Regions from separate parts of the Mus musculus genome. Here regions 1, 2 and 4 are each linked to region 3. The links are chromatin contacts, called in public Hi-C and promoter capture Hi-C maps. All regions are on one chromosome and are shown on one strand. Each heading gives the region's core, a stretch centred on a gene start, on an enhancer-like site or on the middle of the called end of the contact. The rest is flanking DNA. Distances are from core to core; before and after follow the strand shown. Region 1 holds the start of Ppm1a (protein phosphatase 1A, magnesium dependent, alpha isoform). Region 2 holds the start of L2hgdh (L-2-hydroxyglutarate dehydrogenase). Region 3 holds the start of Frmd6 (FERM domain containing 6). Region 4 holds the start of Lrr1 (leucine rich repeat protein 1).

Region 1 (3,754 bases), core at 778-3,277, 1.9 Mb after region 3:
ACAGAGAGACTACAGGAATGTAAACCTAAAAACCCAGACAAAAACCTCCCAATTTCCTATCATGTGTACTGCCACAGATGACTCAGCTCTTCAACGAGAAAATGTATTGTTTAAGAGCACTGTAGACAGGTGTGGTGGTAGGGATGTGGAAGCAGGAGGACCAGTTAAAGTAATCCTCAGTTTCACAAGAGTCAGCCTGGGAAAGCCAAGACTCTGTACACACACAGACAGACACACAGACACACAGAGCACTAAATGGTGGCTGTCACAACATGACTTTTGTATGCCCATCGTGCAGTAACTTGTTTTAAGTATTAATAGTAGTACTAAGAATTGAGTCAGGTATGGTGGCACATGCTTGTACTATCAGCAATCCAGAGGCAGTCTGGGAGGATCCTTGTATGTTTGAGGCCAGCAAGCACTACATAGAGACCTTGTCTCAAAAACAAAACAAGCACATAACAAAAACCCTAACCAGGGCTGAGGACAGAGCTTAATGGTTGAGGACTTGACATGGTTTTAATCCTCAGCATCCCCACTTAACAAAACCTAAACAACATATTGTATATAATAATAAAACAGCATTTCATTAAAAGATTTCGCACCTAATTTCATTTATTTCTGCACTTGTATAGAAAAGAATTAAGAACTGTATAGTGAATTTTATTTTTACTTTATATACCTGGAGGTGCTACAAATTCATCGTATTCCCAAAATACTGAGTGATTTGGAGGGTCAGTGAAGATAGTGTCTGCTGGGAATTGGCAGTCTCACATGTGGTCCTGCCATTGATGTCAGGTGTAAAAGTGAAGAAAAGGGAATCATCTTCCATAAGTCGTGGTGAAAATATCAGAAATGGTTACCACAACATCCAAAATAGAGAAATAGTTTGCGGGATGACAGCCGGCAAAAGCAGGTTGTATTTGATCTAAGAGTCAAGACAATGGAGTGGTTTATAAGAGACACGAAGTAGCGGGGTGGCAAACTGCAGTAAGCACCAGAGAAAAGGGGAAGGCCTTACTGAAATTAATCTTGTTACTGGTCTGAACTCAATTTGGCTAATAGTTTTAGTATTTTTTTTTTTAAAGCATTAGCCTATTTCAGCGGAATATATGCTTTTTCTTTGTATTATATCAGAATCTCTCTTAAACTTCTATTCCTGCGAATTTGGTTGTAAGGGTTAAGCTGGTGACTGAAAAGCTGGGAAGGCACACCCAACCAATGGGAACTCATACTGGTGATGTACTGCTTTCCAGCTCTGATTCATTGGCTGCCTAGGGTTTGTCATTCTATCCCGGCGTCGGCAAGCAGCGTGGGTCGGGTTTTCTGTGGTCGAGCTAGCTAAACTGGATTTTGGCCGCCTGCACGTGCAGTTACCTTTTGCTCATCTCTAGCTCTCCGTGAAAGCAGCTGTCACGTTTCTGATTATCCTCTAGATTTTGAAAAACCCTCGGTTCCATTAGCCCCACTGGAGGTCTTTGGAGGTGCCCGTTGAGCCCGAATCACGTGACCCCGTAACGTGCACATAAATACAATTCGGAATCCCTGCAGGGACTCGGGGACAACCCGCGAGAAGCTCTAGCTAGGCACGTGTCCCAAGGCGTGAACGGTTTGCACACGCACGTCTGCGGTATGGCCGCGGCACTCGTGTGCGCCTCGTGGGGTCGAAGGGGCAGGCTGAGTCCCCTGTGCCGGGCGCTAACCGAGACTGCACCTGGAGACCGGCGTCCGTAGGCAGGTGTAAGAGTCGGGTGCGGACGACGACGACAGCCGGGTTTGGAGAGGCCCTCTGCGCCCTAGCGCGAAGGCCGCGCGCCTGGCTCGCACCCAGGACGTCCACGCTCCCTAGGGATCGGCCCGCGGCAGCGACCTGAGGAGCAGCGCAGGGCAGTGACGTCACCGCCGCCCCTCCCCCGCCCAAGCCGCAGTTCCGGCCCTCCCACATCCGGGTCTCTCCAGCCCATGGGCCGCGCCGCAGCTGCAGGGCCGGGGGTGGGGGAAACGGCGGCGCGGGGCGGGGCGGGGCCGGGCGAGGGGCAGCGGTGTCGAGAGCGCGCGTGCGCGGGGCCGCGCTAGAGGCGGCGGCGGTGGCGGCGCTAGGGGCGGGAGCGCGCGCAGGAGCTAGAACGCCGTGGTCTCCGCGCCGGCCGGGTCCGCAGCTCGGGATCGGGTGGCTGGGGCGGGGGGAGGGGGGCCCAGGCAGGTGGGGCGGAAAGCGATGAGTCCTCGGCGCCTCCTCCGCCTCCCGCGGGCCCCGCTCTCTGCCTCCCGCTCCGACGCCCGGATGATCTGAGCCGCGAGGGCTCCGAGAGCCGGGGGCCCGGACCCAGCCCGGCTCCTCCCCTCCTCCGCCCGGGCCCGGCCGCCGTCGCGGGACCCCGTGCCCGGCCGCCGTCGCCACCGCCGCCCCGGCCGACCGAGGGACCCGCCCGCCCGCGGCTGCTCCGGGTAAGCGCGGCGCGAGGGCGAGGAAGAGGGCGAGGGCGGGCGGGCGGAGGGCCTGTGCGGCGGCGGCCAGGCCTGGGGCCTGTAAACAAGCCGGGCGTCTGCCCGGGCGATCCCGGGAGGAGACGCGACAACTCCACCCCCTGGGCGGCCTCCTCCCCGAGCCCGCGCCGGGTGGCGAGGGGTTAACACGCGGCGGGGGCGGAGGCGGGGTGTGTGCGGCGGCTGGGAGGGGGCGCGACCCTCGGCCGGGCGGGGCGGACACTGGCGGCCGCGGAACTTTCGGGGAGCCTGCAGCGGGGTCTCCCCTTGAAGCAGATCAGCCCGTGAGTTCACTGGATTTGGAGACTCACCCGCTGGGTTGAAAGTGAGGCCCCCAACTCAGTAGTGATGCCTCCATTTCATTCATTATTCCGGCTTGGAGCAAACCCATTGAAGTAAACTACAGGTTTTGCATCATTTTGGCCTGATATATTGGAGGAAAGTTCTTTATGTTAGAGTTTAGTTTAGGCTTGGCTCCCTTCTGCTTGTAGGTTGTAAACACACTCGGATCCCCTTCTTGAAAGACAGCTGGCTGTGGAGAGCCTTCTGCCAACTGGAGTTTTAGATCTTTTGCAAATTTCATCATCCAAAGTGTTTTTCTCTTTTCTCAAACACTACACGATACTTAGAAATCCACAAAGGTCAGAGTCTAAGCAATCTACGATGCCGCCCCCACCCCAAGTTTCCTGATAGTTGGAATAATGCTCCTGGTATATTTTTAACCGCGCGGTTAGAGTATAAGGAGATTGGCATTGTTTGAGAAGAATAAATGATTTTGACGTTACGAAAATGAGTAGTTTTCCACGGTTCAGAGAAAAAAACAAAAACAATCTTTTTAAACCCTGGCTTTCAGATTTCAAACATGACTACTACTGGATGGAGGAGAAGCCTGCTGAAGAATCATAGAACTTAAATGATTGTTTTCTGGGCCTTAGGATTTTAGGGTTTCTGAGGGCTCACTACATAGTGCTTGGTTCTCACCTCCCTTTAACCTTTTCTGTATTCTGGGCCTTTGCCAAAGATTATTTCTGTAGTTACAGATGAGGAAACTAAGGACCAGAAAGATAGTGAGCACACACCCACATACTTATCTTCAATACCGCCTTTATTGCCTTAATGTCTGCTTGACTGTTTAATAATTTGAAGCACAAAGCAGATCATCTTCCCAGTGCTACAGTTCTGGGCTGCATTTTTGTGTGTGTGTGTGTTTGTTTGTTTTGCATTGCTGGGGATAGATTTAGCTCGGGGCCTCTTGAATGGTGCAAGA
Region 2 (3,927 bases), core at 383-2,882, 1.1 Mb before region 3:
AATGCACATAAATTTGGTAAAACCTGAATGTGTGCATTGTATCAACATTAACACCAAGGCAAATGGTGGGACAGGAGGAAGGTGACATAAAACCATTCTATAATTTTTGCAACTTTCTATAGGTCTACAATTGTTTCAAAATAATCAGTATTTTAAAAACTGGGATAAGAAAATGGTTAATTGGCAAAGTGCTTGCCATACAAGTGAGGACTTGAGTTTGTACCCAAAGCACCTTTATGTAAGGGCATTCCTTGTTCAACCCATGTAACCTTGGGATCAGGGGCAGGGAGACAGGCAGATCCCTCGTGCTTACTGAGCAACCAACCAATCACCTCAAGAGACCCTATCCCCCACCCCATCCCTCTCCTGCCCCGAGGCAGTGGAGGCAAACACCTTTAATCCCTGCAGACACTGAAGATCTCTGAGTTCAAGGACAGCCTGGTCAACAAGATAGCCAGGATACAAAGAGAGACCCCATGTGGAAAAAGCAAGTGACAGATAGAAACACACACACACACACACACACACACACACACACACGGAGGGGGAGGGAAAAAGGGAGGGGGACAGGGAGAGGGAGAGAAATTGGGAGAGATCCAGTCTCAAAAGTTAAGGTGGCGCAGGTTGGGTGGCACGTGCCTTTAATTCCTGCACTAGGAAAGGAGTGGCAGGTTGATAGCTTGAGGCATTAGAGGCCAGCCTGATCTACACCGGAGTCATAGGACAGCCAAAGGAAAACAAACCAGTACCGTTTAACATGCTTTAAACGCGTCTTAAACAAAAACACTGCCCCTCTCCAGGGTCGTGCCACACCTCGGTCTGCCACTAAATCCATTCGCATGGTCTACCTTGTCTCAAACAATCAAAAGCTCCCCCACCCCCACCCCTCCACCCCGCCCTTAAAGCTTTCACACCGAACACTGTATTTGCCAGCTTTCCTAGGCAGCTCACAGTAGGCAACTGAGTTGCTTCTAGTGAGGACAACTCTAGTGTGTGCAAGGAACTGACCCACAGAAGCCAAGTTCTGGATTTTCCAAGCAACACAGGGGATGATAGTTAAGAAGCTGCATACTTATTGGCAGTGTGCTAGGTCTTTTAATCTTCAAAGTGACCACCTAGGGGCCAGACTAGGATCCTAGTCACCAGTCACCCTTTAGAGTGGTTAAGAAATGGAGAGGAGTTGTGTATTCGGAGCCAGATTAGCTCCGGACCTCAACTCAACACTGCCTTTCCTATGGCGCACAAACGCAGTGGACGAACCCTGCGGGTCAGCAGCTCCTGGGATTCGAGGCTGGACCACAGAATCAGGACTTCCTCGCCGGGGACAGAGACATCGAGTCGGGGGACACAGACAGGTTCAGTTGGAGATCCCTGAGCGGAACAGCAAGTGCAGGCCGCCGCCTCTCACTTACCTGGTGCTGGAGCTTCTGCGGCCACCCCCGCACAGTAGCCCGGGCACCCCGGACGCCGGTCCACTTGCGCGGAGGAAGCCCCCAGCCACGCAGTACCGGGCCAGTCCGCAGACACCGCCTACGTAGCGCAGGGTCGGCCACATGGCCTGCGCCACCTCCCCTCCCTCCACCCCAGCACCCGCAACCTGAACGGACTCTAAGGGTGAAGCGCGCCGCTCTCCAGCCCCGCCCCCAGACGAGAGCCAATGAAACACGCGCGTTTGCCTGACGTGGGCGTGGTCTCCGCTGGCCAATGAGCGAGCGCCGTGGAAGGAAAAGACCGAGGGCGAAGGGCCGGCCAGGCGCAGGGACGCAGCACGCCGTGAGTAAGAGGAGCTAGGGCGAAGGCGGGGACCGGGTGGTGGTTCCACTCTCCGGGACCTCCGCCCGCACAGGCTTGACTGGACGCCGGCGCTGTTCCGCCAGAGAAGGCTGGGCATGTCGGGGTGACCCCTGGCTCCTGCGGCCTCTCCTTCGGCCACGCCTCCTGGTCGGTTGGCGACGCTGTGGCCCGGGAGCTGGGGACTAAGCCACCTCCTGCCGCTCCCTGTCACTACCCTGCTGATTGCCCGCAGGTTTCTGGGCCCTTCATGGGGCTCCTGGTTGGTTGTTCATTCAACCACTGACTCAGCTTGTAAATATCGGGCGCTGAGCTAGGCGCTGGATGAAAGTAGACGGCTCGGTCTCTGTCGTCATTTAGTGTTGTTTTTTTGGTTTCTATTATTGACTTGTATATGTGCCTATGCGAGCTTATTGCAACAGGTATGTGCAGGAGTTTGTGAGACCAGAAAGGGGAGTACAGGATCGCCTGGAACTGGAAATTCTGAGCTGCCATGTGGGTGCTGGGAATCTAGGCCCTCAGGTAAGACCAGTTAACAGTCTTAACCATAGAGCCATCTCTCTAGCCCCAAACTTTTCTTTATTAATTTACATCTCTGCCCCAGCTTCCCCTTCCTTCTCTCAGGCCTTCCTGACTAAGCCAGCTCAGTCAACAGGTTCTCCAGGGAGGGATGAAAAAATTGAAAAGAAAAAGACAATTAGACAGTACTATTAACATAACCCTAGCCCGTTCTGAGGTTGAAGCAAGGTTATTTTTCCTCCAGTCAGTCTGCTTTTATACAATTCTAAGTACATGCAAAGAATAAGGTCAGTCCTAAGTCATAAACAGAGTTAAGGAACAAAGCCTAAACAAAGGTGCCATGATAGTTGTATTCAGAGTCTTATCAAGACCCATCAAAATACAAAATAACTCTGTCCTCAGCTGTGTTCATCTTGAGCCTACTTCCCAGTCCTGGCCCAACCTCAAATTCTTGCCAAATTTTTAAAAGCAGGCATCCAAAGCGCTGTAGCCTTCTTCTCACTATCGACCCCACCCCCACCCACCCACTTAGGAAAAGGGGCAGCCTCCTATGGATATCAACCAGCCACTGTATGTGACGTTGCATAAGACTAGACACATTCTCTCCTCTTGAAGCTAGACAGGGCAGCCCAGTAGGAGAAAAGGGTCCCAAAGGCGGGCTCCTGCTTATCCCACTTGAAAACCAAGCTACGGGCTGGTGAGATGGCTCAGTGGGTAAGAGCACCCGACTGCTCTTCCGAAGGTCCTGAGTTCAAATCCCAGCAACCACATGGTGGCTCACAACCATCCATAACGAGATCTGACTCCCCTCTTCTGGAGTGTCTGAAGACAGCTACAGTGTACTTACATATAATAAATAAATAAATAAATAAATAAATCTTAAAAAAAAAAAAAACAAAAAAAAAAAAAAAAGAAAACCAAGCTACACAAGTATAACATATGTGCCTAGGTCAGTCCCATGCAGACTTCCTGGCTCAACCTTTCCTTAATCACTAGACTAAGAGAGAGCTTTAAATGTCCATGCCTCCAGATAGCCACTCACAGGGGAGGGCACTTGTGTTTCCTCCACTGTAAAAATGAGAGCTATGCAGTCACTTAAAAGACCTTATAACTGTAAAACTTTGTGGTTCTTTGTCACCATACCAATGTAATTCCCATTCGGTGCTTGATGGTAGTCCTTCATCTTTAGGGTTAGACCAGCTTAACAGGACAGACTGTCGCTGGAAGGAAGGACTCGCTGGTTTGAATGTTGGTTCCAGCCAGTAGGTGGCTCAGGTTCAACCTATCATCTCCACCTCAGACAATTTTCTGTCTGAAGTGCCCCTGAGCAGATAATAGTGTGTGTATGAGAAGAGCTTGGCAAAGCATTAGCTTTTTATTATGCTTGATTGATTGATTTCATGAGTAGTACTACATGTTTTGTTTCATTGGTGGGGAAGAAACAATGTTCCCTGTTTATTCATTCCATCACAAACAAACAGCATGGATGATTGTATCTTAAATTCAGTGTGTTACAGTAATTGTGGGTTCTCATGCAGTTGTGAGAAATAATAAAGACCCCAGTGTCCTAGTTTGCTTTTGATGTGATAAATATCATGACCAAAAGCAACTCAGAAG
Region 3 (4,143 bases), core at 177-2,676:
GAAGAGGGAACTTCAACTCTTGAGACCTGCCCCCAACCACACTGGCCTTTGGTGAATTTTCTAATTGATGATTGATGTCAAAGGGCCCAGCTCACATGGAAGGGAGAGGGGCTACAGTCCCTGGCTTGGTGGTCCTACATACATAAAGAAGCAAGCTGAGCCTGGCCGGTAAGAAACACTTTTCCACGGCCATGCCGGGTTTCTGCATTGAGTTCTTGTCTTGATTTCCCTCAGCGACGCAGTGTGACTTGAGAGCTGTGTGCAGAAATAAACGCTTTGGTTTGGTTTGGTGTTTAATCACAGCAATCAGCTATTTCAAATACAGCTTCTATGGGGTATCAAGTGTTCTTCCTCAGGTGTCTGCACCTACATGAAAAAGCTAGAATCTCAGATTCTCCTCACTGGAGCAGCACCATCCACAAAACACTTAGAAGCTTGTAACTGTGGGTGGCAGTGCCCCCACCACACACACACACTTAAGCTGCTAGACACCTAAGCAGGTCCAGATAGGTGCAGCACAAACAAGTGGACTTCGCTTCTTTACCCGACTACCAAAAGGAGCAAAGAACCCTCCATTCCTCTTGGGATCTTTGGGGTTATTGAAATCTTCTAGGGCTGTCTTTTGCACTGCTCACAGCCAAGCCGGCAACCTTCACCAAGGGTACACATCATTTTGAGGGCCACAGGCAGCGGCTGTTTCAACCTGGGGAGACAGACTGAGCGGGGGCGGATGGGCTTAGGCGGCACTCACAGCCCACATGCAGGATAAAAACCGTGAGGTCGAAGTGGGCGCCTGACGGGAGGGGGATAGAGGAATCACGAAATCTCCTCTTCTCGCAGGGGCCGCCCCAGTTCAGATTTATTAAGCCGCAGCTCACGTAAAACAACCACCCCCAGGTAACCCGTCTAGGCCTGTGAGGGAGAGGCTAGGGACTAGGGTGTGCGGGAGGATGGGGGGGGGGGGGGCATGAGCGGAGAAGGGGACCATTCCGAAGGAGGGGAGGGCGGACAGTCTATTACCCTCGCACCGAAGCCTCTGTCCCTTTGGGAAAGGCATGCAAAGCATATCTCACTCTATATAACCCACTTGAGCCCGACTCGGTTATCCGATGTCACCCGCGTCCCCTGGTCCCTGGGTCTCTTCACCCCTCCGCAGGACTCTTGGTTGGGTCCGGGGCGGAGCGGGGCGGGGCGGGGGGGGGCAGCGCTCCACGTGCAGCCGCGATCACCCCAGCTCTCTGCTTCTTCCGCTGCTCGGTCTCCGCCTTCAATTTGGGGCGGGGCGGGGCCTCGAGCAGGGAGGGCGTGTCTCGGGCGGGCCGTGGGCGTGAACTCGAGGGGGCGGAGCGGAAGGCGTGGGCGGGGGGCGGGGCAGCTGCAGCGTTGGTCTGGCGGCAGCAGGAGTGCTGGGAGCTGCGAGTAGGCTCGGCGCCGCTGGAGCAGACGCCGGTTGTGAGTCGGAAGCCTGGCGCTGTCGACTTTGGAGGTACGCGCGGGAGCGGGCGCCGGCCTGCTGGCCCCCTTTCTGGGACGGCGCGCCCTGGCCGCCGCTGTGCCCCCTGCTGGTCTAAAGTGCGATTCCCGGCTTTGCCGCTCTCGGCGTCTTTCTTCTTTCTCACGGGGCTCTGGGCGTCGGGCACCGGGCGGGCAGGTCGCCTCTCCGCGAGTTGGAGCTCGCCCACGCCGGGGCGGGAGGCCCGGGGCCCCCGGGCAGCCTCGGCCGCGAGGGAAGCGCGGAGCTAGGGGGCTGGGCTCTGCGTTCCTGCGCCCCGATCTCCGAGACTCTGGCTCGAGGGGTGCCTGCCTGTAGCGCCCCGTCCGTAACTAGCTGGGACGAGCCGTGAGTCCCGCGTACCCGAGCGATGTGCGGTATTGCCTGTTGTGCGCGCAGGCCGGACAGCCCACTTCGGGAAGGCACCCCAGCGCGTCTGTCCGGTATCCCCGCCAGTGCCTAGTGTGGGAAACCCTGAAGGGGGCCTTGGGGACACACGAGTCCCGGGTGCGGCCTGCAGAATTTTGGTTTCTGGAGGAACTTAACACGACCAGGTAAAGGAGACCACTAGCCTCCCCTCCGGGAAAGCGGGGATGTGGACAGCTCGGGGCCACCCAAGTGAAGTCTACAGGATTTAAACAACACTTGGAGTTCTAGAATGGCTTAGCCTGATGGTGGAGCGCTTTCTTAAAGGCAGGAATGGATGGAAAGCTGTCAAAGCAAGCACATTTAAAGTTGAGATAAAAGCTGGAACAATTTTCAGACCGTACAGTTGTGTGGCTAGTGTCGGAAGAAATTCTGGCTCAGTGGCCCCCTTACACCTTTGGGGGATTTGTTTATTTATTTATATAAGCGGCCAGTCTGTTTTGCTAGCATTGCACCCCGGGAGCTGTGTAGTGCCCACTGCGAGGAAGGAAAACTTGTGCAAGGATTCTCGGCGCGTTTGAACGTGGAAGGGAAAGCGTACCTTGCCAGATTTTCCACGCATGATTCCCCCCTTTCTTTGGACCGAGTGGTGTTTGTTTACCGGTCTTCGAAGCATCCACCTACATTTAGTTTTTGCACGAAATACCCACTGTTGCCACAGTGTGTAGTTTGGGGATTAGAGAATGCTTTTGGAGAAAACTGCTAGTGGCTTCATTTTCCAAGAATGTAAGTCATTTCCTTTCTGTGGTTTCAGGGAGTTGATATTTCACAGCATCAAAAACTCTGTGGGGAAAATTTTCCGTAATACATCTGTCATTTAAAAGGCCTGTGACTTTTGAGTTTTCTTAAGAACAGAGCATAAATTTAGGCCCGACTTTGTTGAAAGGACAAAAAGAGTTTTTGTTTGTTTGTTTTCTCTTATCCCGAATCTAGAGCATTGAGAGTGCTGTAGAAAGTTGTAACAGCCAAGACCTACAAATGGCTTGCAGGATGGAGAGTGGGGGAGGGGAAGAGAGCAGAATGGAGCAGGAAAACAGATGCCTTTTGCTTCGGTCCTTTGTAGTAAAACTTCTAGCACCTAATCATTTTCCTTGGGTGTGGTTTTGAGAAATTATAGTTTTACGTTAAAAATGAGAATACTCCACAACTGGAGGTGGTTGACATGGAAATGTGAGGGTTTTAAGGGGAGGGTATGTTTATAAACATACTCACTTAATATTTTATAGTAAAGGAGACCTCTGGTAGATTATTGGATGGCGAGGGTCCCCCCGGGGATATCCTATATCAAGTTATCTGCAGGATATCTTCTCCAGAAAGCAGACTGACTGTAATAAGAACTACCCCCCCTTTCCCCGCCCACCTACCAGCTTTGAGTGGCTTACAGAAATACCTGCGATCTGACACAGTCACAGCTCTTGCAGGGCTCAAAACATTTTGAGCCAGGCAAATCTTCTGACTTTCCCATCGCTTCCTTTTTGGGGTTAGCAGGGGTTAAGACATCAGTTTCAGATACACAGTCTGAGGGTGTAGATTTGAGATACCCCGAGCTTTACAGGAAAATACCCGAAAGCAACACGGGCAGGCTGGAAGCCCTCCTTTTAAAACAAAATGCTCCCGTATGCTATACAGGTTTTTTAAAAATCTGCCATTCAACTGGGTTGGCTGAATTGGGGGCTGTTGGAGACCATTCCACATTTAACTATGCTTATAAAGCTTTTGGCTTTCAGAACTTATGACATAATGGGCTGTGTAGCCTTTTGTGGCAGTTGCTTGGAATGCAGGTTTCAAATAGAATTGTTTTGGACAGAGTCCTCAGTTTTTAAGAGTTCTGTGTAAATGACTCCTGTCTCACAACTAAGTTTCTGATAAAAGAATTCTTTGTAGTTTTCAACTTGAATGTTTTACGTTTTGATTTCTAGAGCCGTGTTTTCTTTCTTTTTCTTTTTTTTAAATAAAACCTGCAAACAATTATTTTATTACATGAAAGCCAGTACCAAGAAGAGATTAATTCAGTCCAGATGTAGAAATGTATGTGAATTGTAGGTTTGGGTGATCTCAACAAGTTTGCCTTTTGTTGATGAGGCTGTCTGGATCCCAGATGGCATCCACAAATTATCCCATAGGCCTGTTTCTGAATTGAAGTCTGAATTTCATGGGCTTTCTCCAAAGTCGCTTTAATGTTATTTTAAATCTTCTCAAGAGTAGAAAGCTTTCTGGACATACGC
Region 4 (4,287 bases), core at 1,009-3,508, 1.7 Mb before region 3:
AGTCAGAGAAATTCATTTTATTATCAATTGGATGCCTTCTATGCCAGAAACCCAGGAAAATAAATACAGAAATTTTAGGTGTAATTGGATGTCTCAAGAAGGAAAATTGGTGCCAGGTGTGGTGGTGCACACCTTTAATCCCGGCACTCATAGGTAGAGGCAGGAAGATCTCTGTGAGTTCAAGGTCAACCTCAAACACAATATATTGGGTGTGGGGGCGGGGAGGGTATAGTTTACAATTGCTTGCCTACTATGCAGGAGACTATAGGTACAATGCCAAGGCCAGTGTGTTCGAGAGAGGGTCTGACAAATATTTGGCAGTATATACCATTGTTTCAGCCTAAAACCTCTATTGACTCTAAACTACATATATTGAAGCTGCCTAATGTCTTACTGAACCAAAACCCTTATGTTCTTGACTGCTTTGCATTTCAGAAACATGTAGTTAAAATTACAAGTTTCATGCAAGATTTAAATTCTAGCTCTCAAATGAACCTAGTGTATATTTAATGCAACTGTAATACTTTAGGAAGGTGTTCTATTTTCTTTCTTTTTTTTTTTTTTTTTTTAAAGATTTATTTATTTATTATATGTAAGTACACTGTAGCTGTCTTCAGACACTCCAGAAGAGGGAGTCAGATCCTGTTACGGATGGTTGTGAGCCACCATGTGGCTGCTGGGATCTGAACTCTGGACCTTCGGAAGAGCAGTCGGGTGCTCTAACCCACTGAGCCATCTCACCAGCCCAGGTGTTCTATTTTCGATCTCTACTATTATCCACCCAAATACCGAAAATAGGTAATTTATGAAGCCTAATGGTCCTTGAAAAATTCTGGTTTGCTTAAATATAATTTTTCCATAAGCCTGAGAATGCTGCTAATGTTTTGATGTGCCGGGCTGTGGTGGCGCACGCCTTTAATCCCAGCACTTGGGAGTCAGAGGCAGCTGGATTTCTGAGTTTGAGGCCAGCCTGATCTATAAAGTGAGTTCCAGGACAGCCTGGGCTATACAGAGAAACCCTGTCTCGAAAAACCAAAAAATGAATACATAAAATAAAATAAATGTTTTGATGCTCTATCAGGGAGCATATGTCAAGTCCCAGCAGAGCTTTAGGTGACAATGCCTGGAGAAAAAAATGTTAAGCAACTAAAAACATATGAATGTGTAAGAGAATTTTTTGTGGTGGGGTGCAAATTGATTGTCTTTGCCTATCTCCTGAATACGTGGTTTTGAGGATGTGAAACCAACACGGATACAATTCACCATGTTATATGTAAACAGGGATGTCCGTTGAAGGCTAAATCATAATTTTGAATTTTGCCACGGTTAAATTGAAAATTGGTATTTCTGAAAGCCATTTCACAATTGCAAGTGTGTAACTTGTATTAATTGTTTACTACAAGGTAAGGCAAGGGGGTTTTCTAATGCACCACTTCACCTGAGAGTAAGCGCTTCCCTAGCCCGGGGTCAGATAGATAGATAGATAGATACACAAATAAACAAACAAACAAACAAATAAATAAGTGTCGCTGAGCAATTTCGTAGCTTTTACTTGAAAGTTGATACCGAGGACATTGAAGGTAAGACAACCCGATGTGTGCAGTGTTTTTTTTTTTTTTTTTTTACATATTCACTTTACATCCCGCTCATCCCCTCCCACAACCCTCCCCTCACTCCCCTTCTCCTCTGACCGGGTGGGGGACCCTCCAGGGTATCTCCCACCGCCACGGGCTCAGTAAATGAGGCGTGAATGTGGGTCTCCACTGCCTTTCCAAGGCCGACCATGGCTGCAAAGTAAAGTTTGCTCAACAGGAATTGCCTTGCCAGTTATTGTCACCTAAAGCTCCGCTCTGACTTGCAATGCCCAACAAGAATGCTTTCTCGCTGGGGTGTGTGTCTATAAACAAGGTGACACCAGCCTTCCAGCTATCCCCATCCCCGGGTCCGCTGGCCTCTAGCAAAGGGCGCGGGAAACACCAGGACGGGCAGCACACACCCACACCTACCACGCCCCCAGCTTAAGGACATGGTGCCCTCGGCGGCCGCCTGTCCGAAAACAGAGGACAAATCCTCCGGGCGCTCCGGAGCACGCAGAGGTTCTGTCATTAAAAGTTAAATAATGCTAAAACATGGGCATTCCACCATTCTACGTGGAAACTGGAGTGGGACTCCGAGAAGCCACAAAGCCGATGGGTTTAGGCGCACCATGGACACCTCTATCGCGAGGACCCCGGCAGACCTGTCAGGCGGGAGGCGCCAAGTTTTAAAGCCTGCGGGCCAGCGGGCGACTTAGCTGCAAGATGAGGCTGCCCTGCGAGGTGGAGGTCCGTAGCTGTCATTTGCCAACCTTAGGGCTCAAGAGCCGAGGCAAGGGCGTGCGAGCGGTGGTGAGCCTGTGCCAGGCCCCGGGCAGGAATGAGCTGCAGCCTGAGGCAAGAGCAGAGCCGGGCGGCCACGCCTGCCTGCTGGTCTCCACCATGAAGGACAGGCAGGGAACCAGCTACAAGGTACGCGCCCCCAGCGTCTTGAGCACCCACGCCTCCTTACTTTAGCTGCTGGCTTCTGCGGGTATGAGTTGGTAGACAGCGATCCCGCCGGGGTACAAGCCTCCGACACTGAAGCAGAGCAGCATATGAGGCTTTTGGTTAAATCTCCAGCACACAGAAAATGCATGTAACAATGAATACTATCCAAACTTGAGTGGTTGTTATTGTTGTTGTTGTTGAAGAGGTTTGCCACATGTATCCTCTCTGTTATTTGTTTAGAAAATGCTTGACCCGACTTAGGTCCAGAGACGGGTGGCCAACTCCAGTCTAGTCTGTCTGAACCGGAGGTTTGAAAACGAGGTTTATAAAATCCGTTTTCCTCCATTACCAGGCAGTGCTATTTGATCAAAACAAGATGTCTTTGTGTCAACTATGAATGGAGATAAGGGAATGAGTCCCTCACCCTGCATCTGATTTTTTAGCGGATGTTATGTTTTCGGGATTCTTTTTTTTTTTTTTTTTTGGTTTTTCAAGGCAGGGTTTCTCTGTGTAGGCCTGGCTGTCCTGGAACTTACTCTGTAGACCAGGCTGGCCACGAACTCAGAAATCCGCCTGCCTCTGCCTACCAAGTACTGGGATTAAAGGCGTGCACCACCACGCCCAGCTGTTTTCGGGATTCTTTACCTCACATATTATAATCCACAACAAATGCTTAGTTGAGAGAAGAGAGCATTATCTTATTCAAGTTACTTATTTTTATTTATTCATTCATCCATTTAATTTTGGAGTGTTGGGGATGGAGCCCAGGACCTTGTGCATGTTAGGCTAGTAGTGGTAAGGAGGACCTTGACTTCCTGATCCACATGCCTCTACAGCCCGCCCAAGTTCTGGGGTTACCACTACACACCTGGTTTGTACTACTGTGTTGAGGGCAGAACCTAGGGCTTTATGCATGACAGGCAAGATAGGCAAAGATTCTACCATTTTAACAACGTCTTCCACCCAGGCATTAATCTAAATCCTGCCTGTCTAGGCTATTAAGGAGTCTGGTTCTATGTTGTCTTTTATCCTGTCCTTCAGCTAAGTTCAGCTAAGACTTTACACTGCAGTTCTAGGAGAAAAAAAAATTAAATGTATACATGTATGTATTGAGACAAGGTCTTGCTCTGTAACTATGGCTGGTCTGGAGCTCACTGTAGACCAGGCAGGCTTCAAACTCATAAAAATTTCTGCTGTTTCTGTCCCATCTGTCCCAGTTGCTGGGATTAAAGGCACGCGCCAGTTCCAAGAGCCAGTTGTTGTTGTTGTTGTTGTTTTAAAACAGGCTCTTACTATGTGTAGCTCAACTGTCCTGGAACTCTGTAGATCTGGCCTGGAATTCACAAAGATCCATATAGCTGTGAATTCCTGAGTTCTGGGATTAAAAGTGTGAGCTACCACACCTAGCTTTCCAGGAAGAATTTAATGCAGATCTAATTGTTTCTTCAATCCTTTAATGAATTTCATGGTTCTTAAATCTTTTTTTTTGTTTTTGTTTTTGTTTTTGTTTTGTTTTGTTTGTTTTCTTTCTTTCTTTCTTTCTTTTTTTTTTTTTTTTCGTTTTTTGAGACATGTTTTCTCTGTATAGCCTTGGCTGTCCTGGAACTCACTTTGTAGACCAGGCTGGCCTCAAACTCAGAAATCTACCTGCCTCTGCCCCCTCCTCCACCCCCTCCTTCTCCATCAGTGTCAGGATTAAAAGCATGCATGTGCCACCACTGCCTGGCAGTTCTTGAACTTTCTTGACTCTTGGTTGTTTTCT

What was found. Promoter capture Hi-C pulls out the DNA fragments that hold promoters and counts their contacts. Hi-C and Micro-C count contacts between places; a contact is called where the count stands out from the background.
Region 1: a promoter capture Hi-C map of pre-B cells shows a contact between it and region 3, with 4 times the contacts expected there. The contact joins the promoter of Ppm1a here to the promoter of Frmd6 in region 3. A contact is called at or near these places in 1 of 39 promoter capture datasets (pre-B cells), 2 of 115 datasets of contacts at active chromatin or transcription factors (microglia and pro-B cells) and 1 of 9 other capture datasets (liver).
Region 2: a promoter capture Hi-C map of pre-B cells shows a contact between it and region 3, with 2.9 times the contacts expected there. The contact joins the promoter of L2hgdh here to the promoter of Frmd6 in region 3. A contact is called at or near these places in 4 of 39 promoter capture datasets (the C10 cell line, liver, neutrophils and 1 more), 2 of 115 datasets of contacts at active chromatin or transcription factors (astrocytes and extraembryonic endoderm stem cells) and 1 of 9 other capture datasets (liver).
Region 4: a Hi-C map of CD8 T cells shows a contact between it and region 3, with 4 times the contacts expected there. The contact joins the promoter of Lrr1 here to the promoter of Frmd6 in region 3. A contact is called at or near these places in 1 of 39 promoter capture datasets (pre-B cells), 4 of 484 Hi-C or Micro-C datasets (CD4 T cells, CD8 T cells, centrocytes and 1 more), 2 of 115 datasets of contacts at active chromatin or transcription factors (large pre-B cells and pancreatic cancer cells) and 2 of 9 other capture datasets (adipose tissue and liver).

The regions. Positions count from the first base shown.
Region 1 is chr12:72,759,184-72,762,937 of GRCm38.p6, forward strand. It overlaps Ppm1a (protein phosphatase 1A, magnesium dependent, alpha isoform), which reads left to right and starts at 2,028. Exons shown (of 6, transcript NM_008910.3): 1 at 2,028-2,448.
Region 2 is chr12:69,723,242-69,727,168 of GRCm38.p6, forward strand. It overlaps L2hgdh (L-2-hydroxyglutarate dehydrogenase), which reads right to left and starts at 1,633. Exons shown (of 10, transcript NM_145443.2): 1 at 1,413-1,633. The coding sequence starts at 1,555. It overlaps Dmac2l (distal membrane arm assembly complex 2 like), which reads left to right and starts at 1,704. Exons shown (of 5, transcript NM_026536.2): 1 at 1,704-1,773.
Region 3 is chr12:70,824,088-70,828,230 of GRCm38.p6, forward strand. It overlaps Frmd6 (FERM domain containing 6), which reads left to right and starts at 1,427. Exons shown (of 14, transcript NM_028127.3): 1 at 1,427-1,486.
Region 4 is chr12:69,166,556-69,170,842 of GRCm38.p6, forward strand. It overlaps Lrr1 (leucine rich repeat protein 1), which reads left to right and starts at 2,259. Exons shown (of 4, transcript NM_001081406.2): 1 at 2,259-2,507. The coding sequence starts at 2,301.